Linked DNA regions of Zea mays: region 2 is linked to region 1. Evidence: chromatin contacts called from public Hi-C data. All regions are on one chromosome and are shown on one strand. Each heading gives the region's core, a stretch centred on a gene start, on an enhancer-like site or on the middle of the called end of the contact. The rest is flanking DNA. Distances are from core to core; before and after follow the strand shown.

Region 1 (5,219 bases), core at 1,728-4,227:
TGTCCATCGATACCCCTCTCCAATCTCTCATCGATCTAGCGATCATAACAGCATCTAAAGTCACAAACTATGCAGAGTCCAATCAATTTCTATTATATGCGATTTTACAGGTTGATTCATAGACCGAATAATCTACAACCACACAAGCTTTCAGACATGCAATTCAATGGTTTCAGTATTGCATATACTACAATCAAACAAAAACTTCAATTCTGAAAAACTTAAGATTTGAACTGTGTTTATTCCCACAAAATTACAACCACAGAAAGAAGTGAAGAAAGATGCTTCAAAGAAACGGAACAAGCGACAAGGAACCACCATCCTTCAGCAGAAACCATTGCTGTTAGGCCAAATTTGACAACGAACCGAAGCATCATATGTATGTACACTATATAGTACCTAAGAAACCAAAGGGCACAGAACAATGCATGCTGTAATACATTGCAATCAGGTATGCCTTGTGACCAAGAGATGACATGGCTGACCAAGCAAACTCGTGTAACCAATACAACCACAAACAGAAGCACGGAGGAGTACTGAAAATTGCATATACTTCGTTCTCATAATAGGTGTAATATGTGTCTGGAAGAAAGAGATCATCGGTCAAAAAAACTACAAAAGCCAAAACCAGATATCATGCCTGAAGATACCAATGACAAGCGACAGTTGGCAATAGCAAACAAAATCATAATTTCTGACATGACAAACTACCACCAGACAATCACTGTGTGACACCAAGCCACTTGGTGAAGTTCTCAAACTCTGTGTAGTCGCTGTCTGAGATCATGGTCTTGTACCACGCCTTTCCAGCAGCCTTGACCTTAGAAGTCTCCTCCTGTAAAGAATTACAAGACAGAATCAGCATATCACTTCACTATTATGAGAGACTCCCTCTATTCTAAATTTGAGGTCGTTTTGGCTTTAATAGGTACAAAAAATTTCTATGCACATATATATAGGTTATGTGCAGCCAGATTGACTAGAAAGAGAACATTAGTAATCAATATTGTGGTGAAATGCAATGCACAGTTCATCTAACACCAGCAATCTACCTACCCAATGGGAACAGCAATACACATGAAAAATAACTGACAACAGAGTGAATGTCTAGGATCAAGACATCAGCAAAAGGCGAAACAATCATGTGTCATCCAGTTCATATATTGAAGATAAATCTGTGGCAAAAATAACGAGCTGCAGTCAAGGAAAGGGTATTCCCTCTGGTCCAAACTGTAGGTTGCTTTATTTTGTCCTAAGTTCAACATCTTAAAATCTACAGTTCCAAATAAATTTACTGCCAATGCATATTTCATGGATTTAATTTATTAAAGTAAGAGAAGCAGTAGCTTCGTGAGTTCCAGATAGAAGGAATACGTGATTCACCACAAACTAGAGCAAACAACTAATTCACTAGTTAAACTAGCAAAGTCCCAGGCATTGTGAAACAGGGCTAACTCATTAGTTGAATGGCACACTAAAAATGCAGCAGCATTGATGTTAACAGTTCCTCAAAAAAGGTTCAGTGACATGCGTGTTAGCTAATCATATCAACGCTATCTAGAAACTAAGACCGAATAGTACCATTGTCAACAATCGACTAAGCTATGACACGATACAACCCAATTGAATTAATATAACATACGCTAGACTATTAAGCTGCATATAAAATGTTGAAATACACAATCAATGGCGAAAATTGGTACAGTACTGAAGCAGTAAATATACAATGCTAAAGAATGAACAATTAATGTAGACTACTATGAACAGGTAAGAATCTATATACATATGTATAAAGTGTAAAAGGAAGAGAAGATTATCATACTGGGCTGAGCTTGGTCCTCTTGGAGTCAAGCTTCTGCTTCCTGGCCTTGACACGCGCTGCCTCTGCTAGGGCTGCCATCTTTCGTGCAGTACCGAGGTACGGGTTCAGCTTGAGCACTGCAGCCATATTCTTCAGCGGGTTCTTCCTAGGCTCCCTACGCTTCACCTCCTTGTTGATGGGCTTCACCACAGATTGCACCTCGTCAGAGTTGATGAGCCTTGACAGATCAGCGTTTGCCATCTTGGGCCTCGGGAGCAAGAAACCCTTCTTCTTCGCCGATGGCGTGTCGAAGGTACCGTACACCTCATCCAGCTTCTTGAATGCGCACTCGGTCCAGATGACGAACCGACCAAGGTGGCCACCAGGGGCGAGGTCGAGCAGGTTCAGGCGCTCGACATTGGCAACATCAACGCCAGGGAGGTTGCGGAAGGCCTTGACGATCTTAGAGCCCTCAGCGCCGTAGACAATGAGGGGTCCCTTGCGGTTGATGTAGCGGCGGTTGCGCATCTTCCCCTTGCCGGGGCGGATGCTAACGGAATCCTTGGCCTTATCAGCATCAGCGGAGGCACCGAGCTGCTTGAGGACCTTGATGGCCTGAGCTGTCTTCTCAATGGACTCGGCGGAGTCGGAAACGACGAGCGGAAGCTCGGGGACATACTCCACGCGGTGGCCGCGGGCGAGGACGAGGGACGGGACGGCGGTGGCAGCGAGGGCGGAGGCGATGGCCACACGGCGGAGGTGAATGTTGACGCGGCGGTGCCAGCGGCGCCAGATCTTGGTGGGCGCAAACATGCGTCCGCCACGGCACATGTTGCCGAAGGCTCCCTGGCCGGCGCGGTGGGTACCACCGCCAGGAACGCGGGGGATACGGGACACCGCACGCCCCGTGCCCCAGGACTCCGCGGAGGTCTGGTGGCCAGCGCGACGCGACACCGCGTACGGCTGCCGGCTGTTGCAGGACAGGAGCTTGTGGACGAAGCGGACGATGTCTGGGCGGATCGGCGCGCGGAGGACGTCCGGAAGCGGGACACCGACGGAGTCCGTGGCCATGTCGCCCTCCAGGGCCCTCACGGAGACCAGGGGGCGCGCGCCGGCGGCCATTTCGCGGCGGCGGCGACGGGTAGCGGCTCGGTGGCTTCGGATGCGGCCTGCGGGGCGGCAAAGGTGGAAGCGGGAAGGGAGTGATCGACCTTTATATCTCAGAGCTTGGGTGTGAGGTCTAGGGTTTGGGAGGTGAGATCTGGAACGTTGATTTAGATTGGGCTAAGGTCTATTTTAGAATTTAACAGCATTATGCATTGAGTGGTAGACAATATTAAGATCAACAGCGAGACGTATTTTAATTCTTAAAGTACTTCAATAGCTGACTTTTCATCACGGTCACTTGCAATTCTTAAAAAAAGAATTATTACAATAGCCAATTTTTTATCACGAATTTATTAGGTTTTTTGTGATTTAACTCCACAACGTCTTGTGCCACTAAATCCACAGTCATATGTGGGCTGTTTGGATGGCTGCATGAGGCCTGGATTTATCCCACCGTGTGGAGGAGACAGTGATCGTTTGGATGTTTGGACGGTGTGTGGAGCCTGATTGAGCGCGTGTAAAAGCGGCTTGAGAGCCTAGCTCAGCTCATACATCCAACTAGAAAAGGAAGCGCCCTATCGGGCGCTGGACACCTCATGCACGCAGAGGAATAAATTAAACCATATGTTACACCATATAGGATAAATAGTTTAATGTGGCACCAAAATTAGACAAAGAAAGTCACAATGATTATATACCAATAGGCTTTAACAAATAAAAACGATAGACTTGTCTCGAGTACTAAACAAATTCAACACGACATGTAGTGTTGGCAACACCAAACAGGGCAGCAGCTCATATGGCTATGTCCAGATTTAGTTTTAATAAAACAACGTAGTCCGATAGACTTTAGTACAGCTCCAAAAGATAATACACATCTATATCATCAAAGGATTTTCATTACATCAACATTGAAAGAACAGTGACATCCTTATCAGACTATGTCCAGATGTTAACTCAGCATCCTTTTTACCAGCTTCTGGTGAAACGTAAAGATAAGGCTCATAGATTAATTGATGCAGGCGAGAAATTGTAAAAGCGCCTAAATATTCAAGCAACAATGAGATTGCTGAAGCTAGAATTTCAGTTACCTGGATGCATCAATTACCCTCCTCTTTGCAGAATCTAAACTTGAAATAATGACAACATGGTTCTTTCTGATGCTGCTTATGAAATCAACAACATTTTTTGTCGTTAATGAAACATAAGTGTAGCCCTAGAAATCAGTAACCTTCTTAACTGAGCTGCAAGTGAAACAAGTCACCACATAATTAGAGTAGGTGAGGTACTACATAATATAAGTTCAACAAATATGCTCGCTTAGTGAGAGCACAATATAGTAAAACTCAGATTAATTGATGCAATCCATTTTTCACAATTTGGAAAGATTTGGGTGGTACCACACATTGTTTTGGATTGCAACACGTTTTTTATTAAAAGAAAGAGGGGGTTTCCCTAAAAGTTTTGATTTCTTTATATGCTTAGCAATTAGCACATACCATGATTCACTGCTCATGATTATGCTCTTGATCAGGATTATGCATTTAACCTTCAACATTCTCGTTTAAAGCATCAAGACCAAACTTATCTACCTGCACAGCATTACAGTGTATGACTCACCACTGTGTTAAACCAAATAAACTCTAGGAATGAACCACAAAGAGGTGTGAACAACAAAAGAATATTGAATCCTTTACCCTTTCCGGCTGCAGCTTGTTAGGATGTTCTGAATTTTTTTTGACACCGTGACGCAAATTTTTAGGAAATTTGGAAAGACACCTGCTTTCCAAAATGCATCTGAGAATGTGTGCGAGCCACCATTGTTGGGGCACAGGGGTGGTGTGGTGAGAGCAAGATCCAGGGGCTGAGGATCCAGAGGTTGCGCTCCAGCTTCAGTAGTGAATTCGACCAGGCTTGGGCAGGCAAAGGTGGAAGGGGAAGGGATCGAGCCGGGTAGAGGAGGACGTTGACGACCACGACACCGACGTGGCTGCCTCACCGTCGTTGGCTCCACGGACTTTGCTGCTAGGGTAGGCGGCTACGACGGCGAGACCTAGTGGATGCGAAATAGGGAGAGGGGTGGTGGCATCGAGGCTGCGGCGGAAGCGACGCAGCTGCGAGGAGTGGGAACCCGAGATCTAGAGATGGGAGAAGCTGCCTACCCTACCATCGTCCTATACAATAGCTTACGGAATCGAAAGGAAGGAACCTGGGAATGCGATTATGCAATGCCGAGACTGACAGTTTCCAGTTACCTCTTTTTTTTCTCCTTCCTTCAGTAGATAGACAATTAAACAATTTGGTTGGTTGG
Region 2 (5,219 bases), core at 936-3,435, 210 kb after region 1:
AATCATGTGGTGGCAGCTCTCGCACCGCTGCCACAGCCGCTGCCTCGCAAGCTTCTGGAGCGCCACGTCCTCAGGGCCGCCACCGTGGGGGTACCGCCTCCGGTACTCGGGGCAGCTCAACGGCCCGTGCCACGGCACCTTGCACTCCACGCACATGGGCCCTCCGCACTCCGCGCACTCCCTGAACGTCGCAGGGTACTCTGGGCTCAGCGACCCTCGCAGCACCTCGCTCAGGGGCATCAGCGCCGAGCACCTCGGGTACGGGCAGTACACCCTCAGGCTCGGGTGGATACTCATCTGCTCCTCCTCCTCCTCCTCCTTCAGCCGCCGCTGCGCCATCATCCCCACAAGCCGTGGCGACAGCAACGCTGCTGCGCCCTCCGCGCCGAGCTTGGTCGCGCAACCAGGCTGCGGGCAGCGCGGGGCCAGCCCGCCGAGTAGCCTCATTTTCATGTGCGTCTTCATGCAGACGAGGCAAAAGCGGTGCGCGCAGCCTTCCACCGCGTGCATCTTCCTGCTGTCCACGTCCTCCAGGCAGATCCTGCATGTCTCCGTTCTCTCCTTTGTTGTGGAGAGGTACCTGCCGATCTCCGCCTCCAGTTCCACCTCCTTTGCTAGCTTCACAGCGTTGCCGACTTGGCCTTGCTCAGCAAGTGATATCTCGCATCGCTCGAATTGCTTTTGTGCTGACAGAGCCTGGCTGATCATATCTGCAAGCTGCTCGTCACCTGCTGGACGAGAAAGCCCAACCATCTGCGAGTATAAAACACGGCGTTAATTAGGGATGTTTGGAAGAACGTGCAGTGTATCTTTCTATATACGAGATAGTACCTATTATCAGTCTTATGTTACAGAATGAAATATTAGTTCAAGCATTTCAGCCCTGGAGTTTACATCATTACATATACTCAGATTATTTTATCTAAACAAGAAAGAGCATGATCTGTGCACAGGAGGATACAGATGAAAGACCAGCACTGAACTTAGCATGTGAATCTAACATATTAAGAATCTAATGTGGTCACCTGTCCTACTACCAACTATGGCTTCACTTCCCACGCCCAGCACATGCAAAAATAGTGCAAAACAAGCACTCGAACTCACACCTCTCTGCTCTAGAAATTTGTGGCTAACCACCAGACTATATGTACTTCAATGTTTAAAATAAACAATAATTATATTTACAGCCTAGCCGCCGCTCCCCATATTCTCCCATCCAGTGTCAATGCACTGATACATATCTAGTGATGTATTAATCAGTCTATATCACTGAGGCAATATATTTGGTGCACATATTAAATCATGTCCATCGGATCAGATCCAACAAACAGCTTCGGTTTTGGAGAAAAAAATCCTCCCGCAACCTCTCTTCCTGCCCTGATACGTATGTGAACTTTTTTTTTCTTGAATAAGCCGTTAGATCTAATATAGATGATTTTGATTTAACATGTGTATCACATGCATATGCACCAGATACGTTGCGTAGATAATAAAATTTCACCGGAGGTTCCAATAATAAAAGCAACGAATTTAAACATACTGCAACCAAATGAAGGAAACAGATAAATATGATCAATATCACACCCCTACAAGTACGAAAACAAAATAAAATACGATCAATATCAGGCTCTCTACAAGTGCGCAGTGATCTTCGATCGATCCTGCATTTCGTTTAAAACAAACAGTGACGTACACAGTTGTACAGCAGCCTGTGATCGGTGAAGGCCTTGACGCTGGTGATGCCCATCCTGATCGCGGTACGGAGGCCCTCCACGAGCGCCATCGCCTCCAGCAGCACCTGTCCGACATCGCCGCCGCCGCCGTCGTGCCCGCTCACAAATCCTGACGCGGGTTTGTGCCCCCCGACCACAACATCTCCCTGCGGCCCGCACACGGCCACCGCTAGCACCGGCGTTCCGGGGTCTCCGTCGGCAAGGCCTACCATCTCGTCGGCGATCAACATTTGCTGTCCCTTACAGAAGACGCCGAACATTGGATGCGCCGAAGAGGGAGATGAGGTGGATGAGGCGGTATTGGGAGAGAAAAAGGAGGGGTTGACGCGGACGGAGGCTCGGCCGCGTACGCGCACCGCGGCGAGTTGGTCGCCGGTGGCGGCCATGATGGAAAACCCAGTTGGGGTTGGGCACCGCATGGAGATAGATGGATGCGAAGTTTTTATTTCATCGTATCTCACCGCTGCACTGGGCCGGGCCGGGCCGGCTCAATACAATCACTGGTACGTACGGTACGGTACAGTGACGAAGCAGATTCAGGGCACCTTTTTTTTTATCCAAGCGGGCTTGGAAATTGGAATGGCCACGAGCAGAACGCATCGGCGCTTGGCGCTCGGTGGCTGTGCCTGCAGGCACGACGCCACGGCCCACGAGCAGCAGCTCGCTAGCGTCGTCCACGAGCAGCAGCCACGCGCGAGCCGGGACTGTGCACGCTGGCATCGTCGTCCGGGCCGCTTTGCCAGGCTTGAGCACCACGGGTCGCTGGGGAGCCAACTCCTCTATGTTTTGCTCAGCCTTGTCCACGATGGTCACCGGCGGCCATGGTGAGGAGATAGATTCTCCCACCAATGCCGTGGAAGTTGAGCATCAAGGTGCTTGTCGTCGAAGATTTGGAGGCTCGCTCACTGCTGGTGGTACGGAGGCCTACAGGTACCGGTGGCGGATCCAGAAATTAGCTAAGACCCGGGCCGAAGCGACCATAAACTTTAATAGTAGCATATAAAAAAATTGTACGGCGAAACAACATTGTCATATATGTTAAAGATGACATACAAGTTATGACGTAGCTCCTTCCAAATATATCATGTCAACATCAACATCAGTGCTTCTTGCTCCAGAACCTCGAAGCAAATCATATTAAAAATGTGGCTTGAAAGGTAATGTTAAATAAATTTAATAATATTAGTAATTGGTACATACCACTAGTACGAGGTAGATTCACCCTGCGGGTTCTCATGCCTTGAAAATAATCCAATATCTTTGCATCATCAATGCTTGTAAATATATCCCTCTCAATATAACACACCATACGATGGTTAAGCCATTCGTCTCCTGTCTTATTCCGCAACTCAGTTTTAATGATATTCATAGATGAGAAAGCTCTCTCCACAGATGTTGTTGCCACTGGTAAAATCAAAGCTAACTCAATGAGACGATATACAAATGGAAAGACAACATGCCTGTCACTCTGAACCATTCTCACAGCAAGATCGCCTAGGTCATTACAACTTAGAATATCTGGATCAGCTCTCATATCAATAATGAATATCTCAAGTTGGTCTTTCAAAACTATGCAATCATATGTAGAGAAGTCTGCATCATACAATTTAGCAAGCTCAATTAACTTATCTCCATCAAAATTGGCAAAAGAATTTCTTGGATCAAGGCAGGCAATGTATCTCAATAATTGGGTAGATCTTTCACCAAAACGGTTGTTCAACTCCACAATAAGTTGGTCAAGCACCACATTAAATATTTCATGTTTCAAGTGATGATGGTAAGTTATCAACTGACCTCCACGACCTCTTGAGCAACCTCTAGCAGTGATTGTATCCAACATGTTTGGCACAATGATATTATATTGAATACAAAATGATTTAGTATCCTCAAAGAGATCTTCCCATCCATGTTGTCTAATTTCATCAATTTGTTGCAATGTGGCACCAATCAGTCATATGGCACGAACAATATTTTGATCTTTCTTTTGCAAGCATTGGGATAAATCATTAGTCTTACCCAATAATTTGATAACAAAATGCATAATAAGCACAAACTCAAAAGTCTCCATTTGTTTTAGCAAACCAGATGCAGTAGTTCTTTGAGAACTAGAACCATCTTGACATATATTCTCTAATACCTCTAAGACTGCTTTCCACATATAATGAAGACGACACAATGTTTTGTGGTGTGATCCCCACCGAGTGTCCCCGGGCCTTGCAAGATTAGTTGCTTGGTTTTTCCCTCTTCCCGGAAAAATTTCACCCATTTCCAAACTATGCACAAGGTTGTCATGATGTTCTTGGGCCAACTGATATATATGGCCAATTGGTTGACATGGACCCTGTAACAAATACTCTCTTCTAACAGCATCTCTAATGTTAACATCGTATTCATCAATTGGTTTTCTAAGCCCAGGATCAGCAACTATATCGAATAACTGCTCAGAAGGTGGAATTTCTTGCTCTTGTTCATGTGAAGTTGGATTTACTACTGCCTTAACAATAGCCTCCTCGGTTGCAATTTCTTGGGCTTGATTGTTACTAGTTCCGGTTTCCACTGTTGGTTGAGAATTGATGTTTGATCTTGGCTGCACATTAGGCACAACGGGTGTGAGAGTTGGAGAAAAAAATGATTGCAATGTTCTATGTCTCTTCTTCATTTTGATTGTTACTGCCTTACACTCTGAGGGCTGTTCCTTGCACACAAACAGTGGGAAGCACGGTTAGCACAACTGCACAAGGCACGAGCAGCGACGGCGAGGAGCTACATACCTACAGTAGTCTGCACTCTGCAGGGTCTGAACTCTGAAGCCGAGAAAGCGAACTAGCGAAGCCGAGAAAGCGAACTAGCGAAGCCGAGCGAGCAGGCTGCAGGGACTGCCGGACTGGGCTGGGGCGCGGCGGAGAGGCGTCAGGGCGGCGCGCCGGCGCGACGGAGATGCGAAGAGGCGCCCAGTCGCCAGGCGCGCGCGGTGGACTGGGCGGCGCCGGCTCGGCGCTCGGTGGTCTAGGCTGGGGCGCTGTCGCGCTAGGCGAGCGCTCGGTGGACGGGCTGGACTAGGGTCTGGGTGGCGTGGCGGCGGGTTGGGGTCTGGGCGCGCGGCGGCGGCGGACTAGGGTCTGGGCGCGCGGCGGTGGCGGACTGCGGTCTGGGGCACGGGAGTACGGGACGCGGCGAGTAGGCGAGTAGGCGTTCTGCTCTGGCGGTCTGGCCCAGTATCTTTAAAAAATTAAATGGGCCTGTGCCCCGGGCCGTGGCCCAGGCGGCCATGGGCCTGGGTCCGCCCCTGACAGGCACCATGGCGCAACTCGAGGACCCCGACCATCCATGAGCGAGTACGTGCATGCCTATGTTAGATGAAATATCTGGCTTGTAAAAGATGGGGAGTGAGAACTGTACAGTGGATAGATATTAAAACGGTTTTCTAAATAAAAGAGACAACAGAGAGACTATGTTATATAATAGAGTGTATATAAATATAGTCCA

Evidence for each region. Hi-C and Micro-C count contacts between places; a contact is called where the count stands out from the background.
Region 2: a contact with region 1 is called in a Hi-C map of leaf, with 5 times the contacts expected there. The contact joins the promoter of LOC103644179 here to the promoter of LOC100191314 in region 1. A contact is called at or near these places in 6 of 25 Hi-C or Micro-C datasets (ear, endosperm, leaf and 2 more).

The regions. Positions count from the first base shown.
Region 1 is chr1:294,627,473-294,632,691 of Zm-B73-REFERENCE-NAM-5.0, forward strand. LOC100191314 (60S ribosomal protein L4-like) reads right to left here and starts at 2,978. Exons shown (of 2, transcript NM_001136748.1): 1 at 1,823-2,978; 2 at 533-835. The coding sequence starts at 2,923. The coding sequence ends at 722. It overlaps LOC103644176 (a long non-coding RNA gene), which reads right to left and starts at 5,072. Exons shown (of 3, transcript XR_002266894.3): 1 at 4,606-5,072; 2 at 4,408-4,500; 3 at 3,500-4,152.
Region 2 is chr1:294,842,542-294,847,760 of Zm-B73-REFERENCE-NAM-5.0, forward strand. LOC103644179 (putative RING zinc finger domain superfamily protein) reads right to left here and starts at 2,186. Exons shown (of 3, transcript XM_008667372.4): 1 at 1,694-2,186; 2 at 1-753. The coding sequence starts at 2,152. LOC109943811 reads right to left here and starts at 3,573. Exons shown (of 3, transcript XM_020547314.1): 1 at 3,528-3,573; 2 at 2,934-3,137; 3 at 2,790-2,854. The coding sequence starts at 3,573. The coding sequence ends at 2,790.